Regions from separate parts of the Mus musculus genome. Here all the other regions are linked to region 2. A link is a contact called in public ChIA-PET and HiChIP or PLAC-seq data. All regions are on one chromosome and are shown on one strand. The core of a region is the stretch at or near the end of the contact, and the rest is flanking DNA. Distances in the headings are between cores, read along the strand shown.

Region 1 (2,700 bases), core at 60-2,559, 520 kb before region 2:
AAGGCGCTGAAGCTGGGTACGTGCTGCTAGACTGAAGGTCTCCTGGCTGACGGTGAAGGCAGTCTCATTCAGTGAGTTGTCTTTGAATTCTGCAGCAGTCTCAGCTGCTCAAAGTCTTGCAGCACATGGGGGCTTAGACAACACATGCAGGAAGGTGTTTGAGATAGCTGGACAGAGATGTTTTGTCTTCTTACTGACAACAGCAGTGTTAGCCATGGACTTTAGAATAATATTTCCTCAGATAACTTGTTACCATAATTCAAATCCTAGATACAGGTGGTCCAAAGTAATGAAGAGGGTGTTATTTTAATTTTTTGTTTGTTAAAAATCATAAATTTGTTTGGTTTCAGACACTTATTGTGGCTTGGATCCGAGCAAACCTCTGTGTGTACATTTCTCGGGAGCTCTGGGATGACTTTCTCAGGGTGCTGTCATCCCTTACGGAATGGGAGGAACTCATCACTGAATGGTCTAACATCATGGATTCCTTGACAGCCGTGCTTGCCAGAACTGTGTATGGAGTTGAAATGACAAACCTACCTCTAGATAAGTTAAGTGAACAAAAGGAGAAGAAGCAGCGTGGCAAAGGTAAGAGCAGAGGTACCGGGTGAGAGAGTGCTCATGTGTGGACCTAAGCTTTTAGTGCGTAGTAGTTCATAACGAGCTGAACCAGCTGCCTCGTGTTTTTTTCAATGCTGCTGTTAGATTGTGTCTATTACTTTGTCCCCTTGACTGATAACTAAAGAGACTGTGGAAGACAACAGAGAAAAGTACTGAGAGGAGTAACAGTGACCAGTGCTTTCTACATGGTCTTCACCCTTATGGTAGCTCTTTTAGTTACAGCTGTGTCATAGACAGAAAATGAAAAATACAAAGACCTTATAGTGATTCAGTGAGTCAGGGTGGCTTAGGAAAGAAGTGATAAAGACAGACATCAAAGCCAGGCAAGTCCAGCCCAAATACTACACTGCTAAGATACATGCTGCCTAGAACGTGTGGAAAAATTCCAAGTGCTTGAGATGGGAGCCATTTTGGCTTTATTGTGTTTTTAGGTCAAACTGTTTTAAGACCTGAGGAAGTAAAAGTGGTAGTTTTGAGTTGTGAAATAATGGGAGTCTCTGTTGGAGATGACAGTGGCACCCTCTTGTCACTGTTACAGTTCCTAAGGACTGTGGCACTTGAGTTAACTTGTCTATTCACTTATATTGTAAAGACTCAAATGTGTTCGTTCAAATGCATATAGTACATAGCAAATGCAGAAACAAACTGGACCGAGTAGGAAGTGGCTATAGGTGTGGTTAAACAGCAGAATGCCTGGGAGGCTCGTGGGCTTCCTGGGGAAATAGAGAGGCACCTTCTCAGGGTTATAGCAAAGAGAGTCACAGAATACAGACATTTCTGTGGGTGATAAGTAATTTCACTTGGTTCTGAGACCTTGAAGGCCTCTTTTCTTCAAAGCTTTGCCAAGTTACATATGTTTGATAATAGATTATGTTTTAGTAATAGTAACCTTTTGTAGACTGTATCAGTTGGCTTTTGCTATGTGACAAATCACCTTAAAACATAGTAGCTTAACCATTCTTTTATTTAGACCATGATTTTATGAGTTGATAATGTGGGTTGCACACTCTGCCACTGCTAATTCTCATTTTCATTTGATTTTCTTTGTGCTGTGTGGCCACTTAGAGTGCTCTGATTCTAGGAACTGACTGGCTGTCAGCCAGGGCAGTGAGTGTGACTGGGCTACACACACGTTTCATAATTCAGCACGTTGGCACATGGTTGTTAATATAATGTTATAGAAGTAAAATTTTAAGGCCTCACATCTTCAGTCTTACTACCAAAGTAAGTCACGTAATGAAGTCCAGAGTCACTGTGAGAACAAAGGATGTGGATACAGAGAGATGTGAACTAGTTCTAGTGACGAGCTAACCATATAAATGAGCTAAGGACTGGCTTATCATGTATTCATTGCAGGCTGAGAATGGCTTGCCAAAGCTCCAGTTAGTAAAAGCAAGCAGCAAGCCAAAGCAAAGTAGCTTATGTTCATAGCTTTCTAGTAGAATGGCTTAATTCCAGTTTAGATTTTAATGACACGGCACAGTAATGTTTTAACATAGCTTTAGCAACAGGTCACTTTTTCTCCATAGTTGAAGCTAAACAGAATTGTTTTTAGAAATACATACTAGACTAGAAATCCTATTCTCTTCTGGTTCTCTCTTGCATGTCTGAGGTTTCCATGTGAACTAGGCCCTGGAAGTATCACGATACTATCTGCAGGAGACTGGCTACCTAAGACACTGCTTCTCAGTCTAGAGGAGAGTTTTCTCTGCTGAAGGGGAAGAACTGAGACACAAAGTACCACTTACTTTTTCAAAATAAGTGTGTTTCCTACATCCTGAAGGTGTTTAAATACACACACACACACACACACACAATCACTCACAGGAACATCTCTACATGTGTGGGACACACTGTATCCTGAAGTACTTTTTTCCTACCTAGTGTATAAACACAGTCCTATGAAGTTATAAATTAGCAATGGAAAGTAAACAACTTCAAAAGTGCTGTTTTCCAGAGAGATAGGAGCAAATTATTTAAATAATGACCATGATAAACATCTTAATTTATGTTACCTTAGTCAAAAAAGTAATTTAAATATTTATTATACAAATATGGGCCTAAGCACTAAATTAGTGA
Region 2 (2,700 bases), core at 133-2,632:
CAAGTGTGAGCCTCCATGTGGAGTGAACCCCTGTCCTCTGGAAGAGCACCCAGTACTTTTAACAACTGAACCATCTCCAGCTCCATGGGACCAATTTTTTAACAACCACCAGGGCCAGTCTCCACCTACTCCACGTCAGGGTTCTGTGTGTGCAATCCCTTCCCTCACCCAGAAACTGAGGACATCAGCACATGACAGAATTTGTGAAGATTTAAGGGCCTATTATTACATGAGCGCCTGCCACAAGTACTAAAATGCACAGAGGATTCAACACAAGCGGGACCTAACCGAAATCTCACAAGATCGGATCTGAACCAATTAAACACGATAATTAAACCTGGCTTCACCTGAAGCAAAGGCCTACCCTGCTTCACACTCCATTTTCCTGCAGCCTTCTCCAGAGTTTCCTCCTTGCCAAATTTCCTTCATCAAGGTTCATCCCCTCTTTGAAATGTCCATCATCCCAGAGTTTCTTCCCTTCTGTTACCTAAACCTTCCGGTCCATACTTCTTACTACGTTATATCAAGCAAATAACCGAGGTCATGTGTCTACAGGAGTTCGCGGTGAAATGCTGAGCTTTTTAAATGGTCATAATTTGGATTCCAAACTAAATTTTTTTTTCTTTTTAAAAAGCGAGAAGGGGAGAACGGCAAATCACGGGTTTTTAAATTTTGGACTGAAAAGAAACCACACAGCACCGGGGAGTCTTCAGTACATTGGATCCCCAACCAAAAAAAAAAAAATGTAGTCTAGCTGGGTGTGGTGGGGCATGCCTTTAATCCCAGCACTAGTAAGACAGGAAGACATATCTGTGAGGTTTAGGCCAGCCTCGTCTACAGAGAGTTCCTGGAGCCCAGGGATACGAAATGAACCCTGTCTTTTTTTTTTTTTTTTTTTTTTTTTTAAGAGAAAAAGAAAAAAACCCAAGGCAGTCTACTTTGGGCGCTCCGCTACTGTAACTACCAAGCACAAACCACAACTTGCTGAGAGGGCCCGGAGCATCGCAAGGTTACTTCACTGGGATACAATTTAACCAGGACCGCGCTCCTTCCCCGCCCTCCCTCCGCAGTGAGGCCGCCTCAGGGAGCGGGCGCGGGGTGTCCAGCCCGGCTCCGCATCATCCCGGGCGCACCGGGAGCGCCGCGCCTCGGCCAAGGTCACCGGTCAGCGCGCCCGCGCAGCGTCCACCCGGCCCACGGCCCCGCGAGGCTGACCCCGTCCCGCGCCGCGAAGACAGAGGCCGGCCGTGCCTCACTCACATGTTGTTGAAGCGGAACAGGTCGTCGCAGGTGAAGGCCCGGAGCGTGGTCATTGCGCCGCCGCCAGCCTCCAACCCGCTCGGCGCGACCCCGCGCCCGCACTACCGGAAGTACTCGCGCCCGCGGCCGCCATGGGGTGGGACAAAGAACTACTTCCGGACCAGAGGTTGCTGGGCAACAAGAGTAGCGTCGTAGCTCTCTCTGGCGGCTGAAATCAGCAATTGCCTTAATGATCCGCGCCCCGCAGACCCTTTCCAAAAAGTAGGCAGAGTAGTAACAAGGAGAAAGAAGCTGGAGTCAGAGAGCCAAATCGTAAAAGCAAGCTTCAAAACTACAAAGATGCTTCACAGGGTGAGTTAGGAAGTGATCCCTAAAAGGATGGCTCAGGGCCTCTTCTCTCAACCACTGTCATGAACCAGGGATGTGACCTTAAATTTTCTAGCACATTAAAATTATTTAGAAGAAAGGAAGGAAAGAAGGAAGGAAAGGAGGGAGAGAGGGAGGGAGAGAAAGAGAGAGAGAGGAAGAAAAAGAAAGGAAGGAAGGAAGAACAGAAAGAAAGAAAGAAAGAAAGAAAGAGAGAGAGAGAGAGAGAGAGAGAAAGAGAAAGAAAGAAAGAAAGAAAGAAAGAAAGAAAGAAAGAAAGATTATCTGTATAAAAAATGTGAATATCTTATCTTATTTTGGCAATAAGACTTTGAAATCTGGTCCATATATTTGCAGTTTATTTTAATCCGAGAGAAAAATGATCAGAACTATTTGTTTTCGATGCTGATTTTAATAAATGTGTGATTAAAGAGCAGATCAAGCCAGGAATAGTGCCTTACACCTGTAATCCCAGTAGTAAGGAGACAGAGACAAGAGGCTGTTAGTGAGCCTCGAAAACCCTGGTCTATATAGTGAGTTCCAGGCCAGTCAAGGACACATAGTGTGACCGTCTCAAATACATGCATACAAGATGATAGAGCTATCAAAGTAATCCAAACATGTTTCCAAATAACCAAATGAAACATTATCTCATGTCTAAGTTGAAAGTTAACCATTAGGAATTACATTCTTTCATCTGGCCTGCTACATTTTAAGCACCAGCCCAGCGTCTCCACGGCATAGACCCAGTGACTGAGGAGACTATGTACTGTCGGGCTGTGAAGCTGCCTTCCCCTCTTCTCCTTACCAGCAGTTGGGGTGGTCCTGGAGAACATGCTGCTGAGCTCAAACCAATCCAACTCAGCGAGATGCCTACATTACAGCAGACTCACATCCCCAACTCCTTTGGGACTCAGTTGCTCCGCAGGTGTCTTGGGAATTCCTTGGCCAAACCTGAGGGCCAGGTGTGGTGGAGAAGAAAGCAAATGGTTGAAAGAGCAGGTAGTCCCAGTGGCTCCTCGCCAAGCTTTGTCTCTAAGCCTGATGAAGTAAATTATACAATGAATAATTGTA
Region 3 (2,700 bases), core at 3-2,502, 560 kb before region 2:
TCACTGTCCTGACGTCCACTCTGTGACTCATGATCACTTCACCGCAGCTGATGAAAAGGCCAAGGTCAGCCTTGTTGCTGTTGTTTAAGGAATATACTACATTTTCTATTTGGTTTTTGCCTAGTGCTTTTTAGATTTATATTGAATTTACAACTTTAAGTGTGTTTTGTCCAGGCATTTCTTGTGTGTGTTCTTTTATGTGGTTCTGGGGAGTTCGTGATGTGTACTGTACTGGCTCATGGGGTAATCTGTAATAGTCTAGTTTAGTGCTAACCATGCTTTCCATCCTCATTAGTTAATATTTTATGATTTCAGAAGGTTATCTAATTACATATCTACTTCATTAGTTTCCCCAAGTTTTCATCATCTCTTCAATATAACACTTGAGTCTTTAAGAACATAAATCAGAAACACTAAAACTCAATTTTCCTTTTTATTTACTTTGTTTTTGAGGACACATTTCAATTTTTCTTTGGGATTGTCTCTTTTGTGGAACCATCATTGCAGCTGCATGGTACTTGCATGGAATAAAGTCACCCCCCACCCCCCGCCCTTTTTGCTGCTTTGGGTTAACTTAAGTAAACAAAAACCTTTGTCATTAGGATACCTTTGTCTTTTTAGGTCTTCATTGATGTCCTAGTTAGGGTTTACTGCTGTGAACAGACACTGTGACCAAGGCAACTCTTACAAGGACAACATTTAATTGGGGCTGACTTACAGGGCTAGAGGTTCAGTCCATTATCACTAAGGTAGGAACATGGCAGCATCCAGGCAGGAGGAGCTGAGAGGTCTACATCTTTATCTGAAGGCTGCTAGCAAAAGACTGACTTCCAGGCAACTAGGATGACGGTCTTAAAGCCCACACTCACAGTGACACACCTATTCCAACAGGGCCACATCTCCAAATAGTGCTACTCCCTGGGCCAAGCATATTCAAACCATGACAATTGATAATCAGGTTTTCAGTATCTTGGTTGATTAAAAAAAATGTAGAATGTCTGATATGTCTCTCTTTAAAAACAGTATGTTCCATATTTATTTTAAATGTCCTTTTTGTGTTGTTTGCTTGTTTGTTTGTTTGTTTGTTTTTCGAGACAGGATTTCTCTGTATAGCCCTGGCTGTCCTGGAACTCACTCTGTAGACCAGGCTGGCTTCAAACTCAGAAATCCGATTGCCTCTGCCTCCCAAGTGCTGGGATTAAAGGCCTGAGCCACCACGCCCAGCCTTTTTTGTATTGTAAATTAAGTCTAAGTTCTTAGAGATTTTAAGTCTGTTTTCTCCTGGGCTAAGAAATCATTATCTTTTAAGCAATGACCTAAGCATGTATTGAGATGTAAAATGTTTGGAGACACAGTTACATTTTCAGTTTTATTAACTGCCACCTAGTGCTTCCCTGCCATGGTTGGTTGGTTGGTTGATTTCTTGATTTCTTTCTTCTTTCTTTTCCTTCCCCTTACCTTTTTTTTTTTTTTGACAGGATTTCTCTGTGTAGCCTTGGCTGTCCTGGAGCTCTATAGACCAGGCTGGCCTCAAACTCATGTGTGTGTGTGTGTGTGTGTGTGTGTGTGTGTGTGTGTGTGTGTACTAAAACTAGAATTCCTTTGATTTCTTTTCATGACTTTTTATCGATCTGTTTGCTTGTGCCACTGCTTATTAGAAAATATTGTGTGCTAGGCACTGGTCCTGATGTTGAGGATACTTGATGTATCACTAAAGTGTAAGTCCTTTCTCCCAGGGAATCCAGCTGTAATGGCAGAGTGGGCCTTATGCCTGTCCACCTGAGAAGAATGCTGGAAGGTTGTTTTGAAGTGGTTGCGTTCCAGGAGGTGAAATGTGAATTTAGTATTTACAGTGACCAATAGGAATCTGACAATACAGAACTGTGTTTTACTTATTCCATAACAGCATGCTGAGAGATTAAGTAGTATTGTGTAGTAGAAAGGATTTCTGGTATAAGTAATAAAGCATTTTTTTGAGCTAAAATGTATTCATTTTATTGTTAAGATTATCTGTTTGTTTGTTTTAGCTCTGTCTTACTTGAATTTAAAGGTTCTAAACAAGTATTGACCGCTAGTGAAAATACTCTGTTTATATCAGAGTTGAGTTATTTTTAGTAACTGGTAAAAATCCACCAGACGGTAGTGAAAAAGATGTGTCCTGTAGGTTGATATGGAAGTGTGTGCAGGCTGTCCGTGGTTCCTTCTGAAGCCAGAAGTTGTGTAGTCAAGACACCCACAGAATGCTCTCCTGAAGGGACTTCCAATTCTCAATCTAAGTTCCCTGTACATTTGTTACTTCCAAGGTCAAGGAGCTAGGATGTCTGTTCTTTTAAAGGAAGTCTGTTTCCTCCCAGGGCAGCATCTTCTCTTCGCACAGCATCATGCCCTACAGCTGGTTTGGGGAAGGGTTACTCCCTGGCTCTCTAGTCCCGAGCTGAACAGGTTTAATTGGCTAGTGTTTCAGGTAGATTAACTGGTCTGCATTAGTATCTTCCTCATTCTTCACTGCTTTCCATGTAGACTTGAAATCAAGTGTGAACCAACTTGGCGTGCTGCAGTCATCTGGTAATAGTTTGGGGAACAAAAAGTTTCCCATCTAAATTAAATGAAGACTGGTGGTTTTAAAGTTCATGGTAGCATCTTGTATAAACTCCAGCTTATGTTTCATATTATTCCTGGTCATGCAGTATGTTCTGAAGA
Region 4 (2,700 bases), core at 42-2,541, 590 kb before region 2:
ATGCAACACCACGACCAAGGCTTAGAGAGAGAAGGGTTTATTTGGGGCTTACAGTTACAGAGGGCTAAGTTCATGCCTTGTCCCAGCAGGGAAGTGTAGGGACTGGAGCTGGAAGCTGAGCGTCAACTGGGATGACACATGGCTTTTGAAACCTTGAAGGCTACCGGCAGAGATGAATTTTCTCCAGCAAAGACATCCTTCCTGAGCCTCCCCAAACATGGTCACCAACAGGGAAGCCTAATATTCAATGCCTGAGAAGCGGGGTTGGGGGTTGGAGATCTCATTCAAGCCAACACAGCTTACTTTATGAAGAGTCAAAACCTTTGTCCTAAGCTGGGCAGTGACTGGAGACAAAAGAGAAGAGAGAAGGAAGTGGTATTGGACAGCTCTGAGTGGTGTAGAAGCTGTGGCATGCATACTTGTGGAGAAAGAGGGGACACACAGTTTGTGTCCTTCCTCGCTCTGCAGGGACCAGTGATGAGGATGCAGGCTAGGAACACTGTGGCCCATGGAACAGGAAAGGTAGAGTATTCTGGACCATGTGCTGCGGCCCCACAATGGACTGCACTGGTAATTGGGTAATAGGCAAAGACAGGCAATTAGAAAGCACTGTAGACATGGAGGAAGAGGGAGACAGGCCATTGGCTGAAAAAGACTGAGCTGAGAAAAATGTCTGTGGGTCAGAATAGTAATGACTCAGCTATATAAATGATGACAAACAGCAGCAGACCCTGCCGGGAGGCTCATTGCAGGTTTTAACGCTTTTTTTGTATTTTGAGGGTTTCTTAATAAAAAGACCTGTGAGAACTTTGAATTTTGGTTTAGTATTAACTGTATTATGAATTAGTGCCACCGAGCCTTGTGTCTTTCTCAGACGGTGGTTGAGACCAGGCGTACCCAAGAAGACAGGGGCACACACGTTCCTGGGCCTCAGCGTGTTAACCACTGAAAGCACGGCATGTGTTCTCTTCTGACCACTTTTGTACATGTTCAGTTGTACTGTTCTGTACTGTGGTATTGCTGTGAAGAGACACCATGACCAAAGAAGGGTATAAAAGCATTTAACTGGGGGCTTGCTCACAGTTTCAGAGGGTGAGTCCATGACCATCCTGGCAGGGACATGGCAGAAGTAGCTAAGAGCTTAATAGTCTGCAAGATGTAGGCAGACAGACTGGGCTTTTGAAACCTCAAAGCCACCAGTCACACAACTCCTCCAATAAGGCCACACCTACTCTCTCCCAAAACAGCCCCACCCACTAGGGATGAACGATTCAAATGTGGTGGCCTTTCTCATTCAAACTACTACAGTCTGCTTGCAGTGGCTGCTGTAGCCTAAGCCTCTGGGATCCTTCAGAGACAATGTTAGTTCATGCCAGCAAATCAATAAATGCCTGCCTCCCTCTTTAGAGAGCAGCTTAATGGTTAGTGCTTGCTCTTCTGCTTGAGAGCCCAAGTCCATTCCAAAGCCCTGCTTGTATCCCACATGCTTTCCTGAGTCTTCTTACTGCTGTCTCCAGCCTGAAGATCCCATCACCTGTACGATGGTAGACTCCCAGAGCTGTCATTTCTGAGCCTAGACCATCTCATTAGCACTTTATAGTCTGTCTGGCAGAGTAAGAGGTTGACTCATATGGTCTAAGGCTACCAGGTCTTGTAAATGAAAGCTTGTTGTGATTGGAGATTTCATCACCTTTTTTGGCATCTTAAGGTATCCATGTTTGCTTCTTTCCACTCAGTACAAGCTCTTGAATATGACATAAGCATCTCTTGCTGTAGTTGTGTTTTCTATCCTTTCTACTGAATTATAGATACACAGCCTTTCCCAAACATAACTAATCTCCTTTCAGCAATTAGATCATTACCAAGCACTCCGAGCAAGGTATGGTGCCATTCCTAAAGTGCACATATTGGACAGGGAATTTGTGAAAATTGCTGCTTTTAGAAATGATCAAGCTATTATTCTATGTATCATTTGTGTTAACTTTTCTTCAGAATTGAAAAGTTGTGTTTTCAAGTTTAAAGAATAGTGTATCCAATGTACAGACTGCATAGTTGCTAATTTCTTTTATAGTAGTTCAGTTTTGAACTACTGTAAACGAAAGTTTTTCGTTTCTTTACAAAACACTGGGAAGCAACTTTTCTTCTTTTAGCTTTTTTTTGGGGGTTGCATATTTAATACACCTATTATGAAAATTTGAATAATGTGAATGAGCTTTGAGTAGTGTAAAAAATCATTTAAAATTCCGCAGTCCTTTATCCATTGCTGGTATTTGGGTAAACCTGCTCTCTTGCTTGTGCATGTTCCCCTGTCTCTCTTGCTTTCAGCTGTGCTTGTGAGCACCCACACACACCACCTGTTTGCACGAGTTATCATTATACATAGTCTAATGCTGTGTTTTTATGAAGATACCTTAAACGTTTGTGCATTCCAGGATGGGAAGACTTATATTATCCTTACGTGGCTGTATTGTGTCTTACTGGGCTCCTATAACAAACTGTTCACTACTCCGGTAGTGTTGCTATAGCAATTAACGCTGCTCACATTGTTCTGCCAGCACTGGTGCAAGATCCTCGCTACCCGCCCTAATGTTCTGAGTTCCAGAAAGAAAGACACACATGCACACGCACATGCTTCCCCTCCGATACTCCTGAGTTATTACTTAGTAAAATCTATATTCCATCTTTGCTGCCCTAGACCCA

The links. ChIA-PET counts read pairs in DNA pulled down with a chosen protein or histone mark. HiChIP or PLAC-seq counts read pairs in DNA pulled down with a chosen protein or histone mark.
Region 1: an RNA polymerase II ChIA-PET map of effector CD8 T cells shows a contact between it and region 2, with 7 read pairs. The contact joins the enhancer-like site here to the promoter of Naa20 in region 2. A contact is called at or near these places in 10 of 39 promoter capture datasets (the 3T3-L1 cell line, the HPC-7 cell line, HPC-7-derived erythroid cells and 8 more), 2 of 484 Hi-C or Micro-C datasets (B cells and cerebellar granule neurons), 17 of 115 datasets of contacts at active chromatin or transcription factors (the 230-238 cell line, CD8 T cells, differentiating embryonic stem cells and 9 more) and 2 of 9 other capture datasets (liver and pancreatic islet).
Region 3: a contact with region 2 is called in an H3K27ac HiChIP or PLAC-seq map of embryonic stem cells, with 5 read pairs. The contact joins the enhancer-like site here to the promoter of Naa20 in region 2. A contact is called at or near these places in 5 of 39 promoter capture datasets (HPC-7-derived erythroid cells, cranial neural crest, embryonic stem cells and 2 more) and 5 of 115 datasets of contacts at active chromatin or transcription factors (the 230-238 cell line, astrocytes, embryonic basal ganglia and 2 more).
Region 4: a contact with region 2 is called in an RNA polymerase II ChIA-PET map of memory CD8 T cells, with 17 read pairs. The contact joins the enhancer-like site here to the promoter of Naa20 in region 2. A contact is called at or near these places in 1 of 39 promoter capture datasets (pre-B cells), 1 of 484 Hi-C or Micro-C datasets (the MNK3 cell line), 5 of 115 datasets of contacts at active chromatin or transcription factors (SST interneurons, bone marrow-derived macrophages, effector CD8 T cells and 2 more) and 2 of 9 other capture datasets (liver and pancreatic islet).

What each region holds. Positions count from the first base shown.
Region 1 is chr2:146,422,505-146,425,204 of GRCm38.p6, reverse strand. It overlaps Ralgapa2 (Ral GTPase activating protein, alpha subunit 2 (catalytic)), which reads left to right. Exons shown (of 41, transcript NM_001033348.3): 15 at 351-588. Among named protein-coding and RNA genes, the nearest start is that of Ralgapa2, 88 kb to the left of the region's middle. Within about 2 kb of position 1,309, at least 24 of the 459 cell types and tissues checked have an H3K27ac peak or open chromatin away from gene starts, as enhancers often do. A contact at or near this core is called in CD8 T cells, the HPC-7 cell line and effector CD8 T cells, where this site is marked.
Region 2 is chr2:145,901,923-145,904,622 of GRCm38.p6, reverse strand. Naa20 (N(alpha)-acetyltransferase 20, NatB catalytic subunit) reads right to left here and starts at 1,382. Exons shown (of 6, transcript NM_001141965.1): 1 at 1,261-1,382. The coding sequence starts at 1,313.
Region 3 is chr2:146,465,548-146,468,247 of GRCm38.p6, reverse strand. The region is part of intron 3 of Ralgapa2 (Ral GTPase activating protein, alpha subunit 2 (catalytic)); the gene reads left to right. Among named protein-coding and RNA genes, the nearest start is that of Ralgapa2, 45 kb to the left of the region's middle. Within about 2 kb of position 1,252, at least 4 of the 459 cell types and tissues checked have an H3K27ac peak or open chromatin away from gene starts, as enhancers often do. A contact at or near this core is called in embryonic stem cells, where this site is marked.
Region 4 is chr2:146,495,727-146,498,426 of GRCm38.p6, reverse strand. The region is part of intron 1 of Ralgapa2 (Ral GTPase activating protein, alpha subunit 2 (catalytic)); the gene reads left to right. Among named protein-coding and RNA genes, the nearest start is that of Ralgapa2, 15 kb to the left of the region's middle. Within about 2 kb of position 1,291, at least 30 of the 459 cell types and tissues checked have an H3K27ac peak or open chromatin away from gene starts, as enhancers often do. A contact at or near this core is called in effector CD8 T cells and memory CD8 T cells, where this site is marked.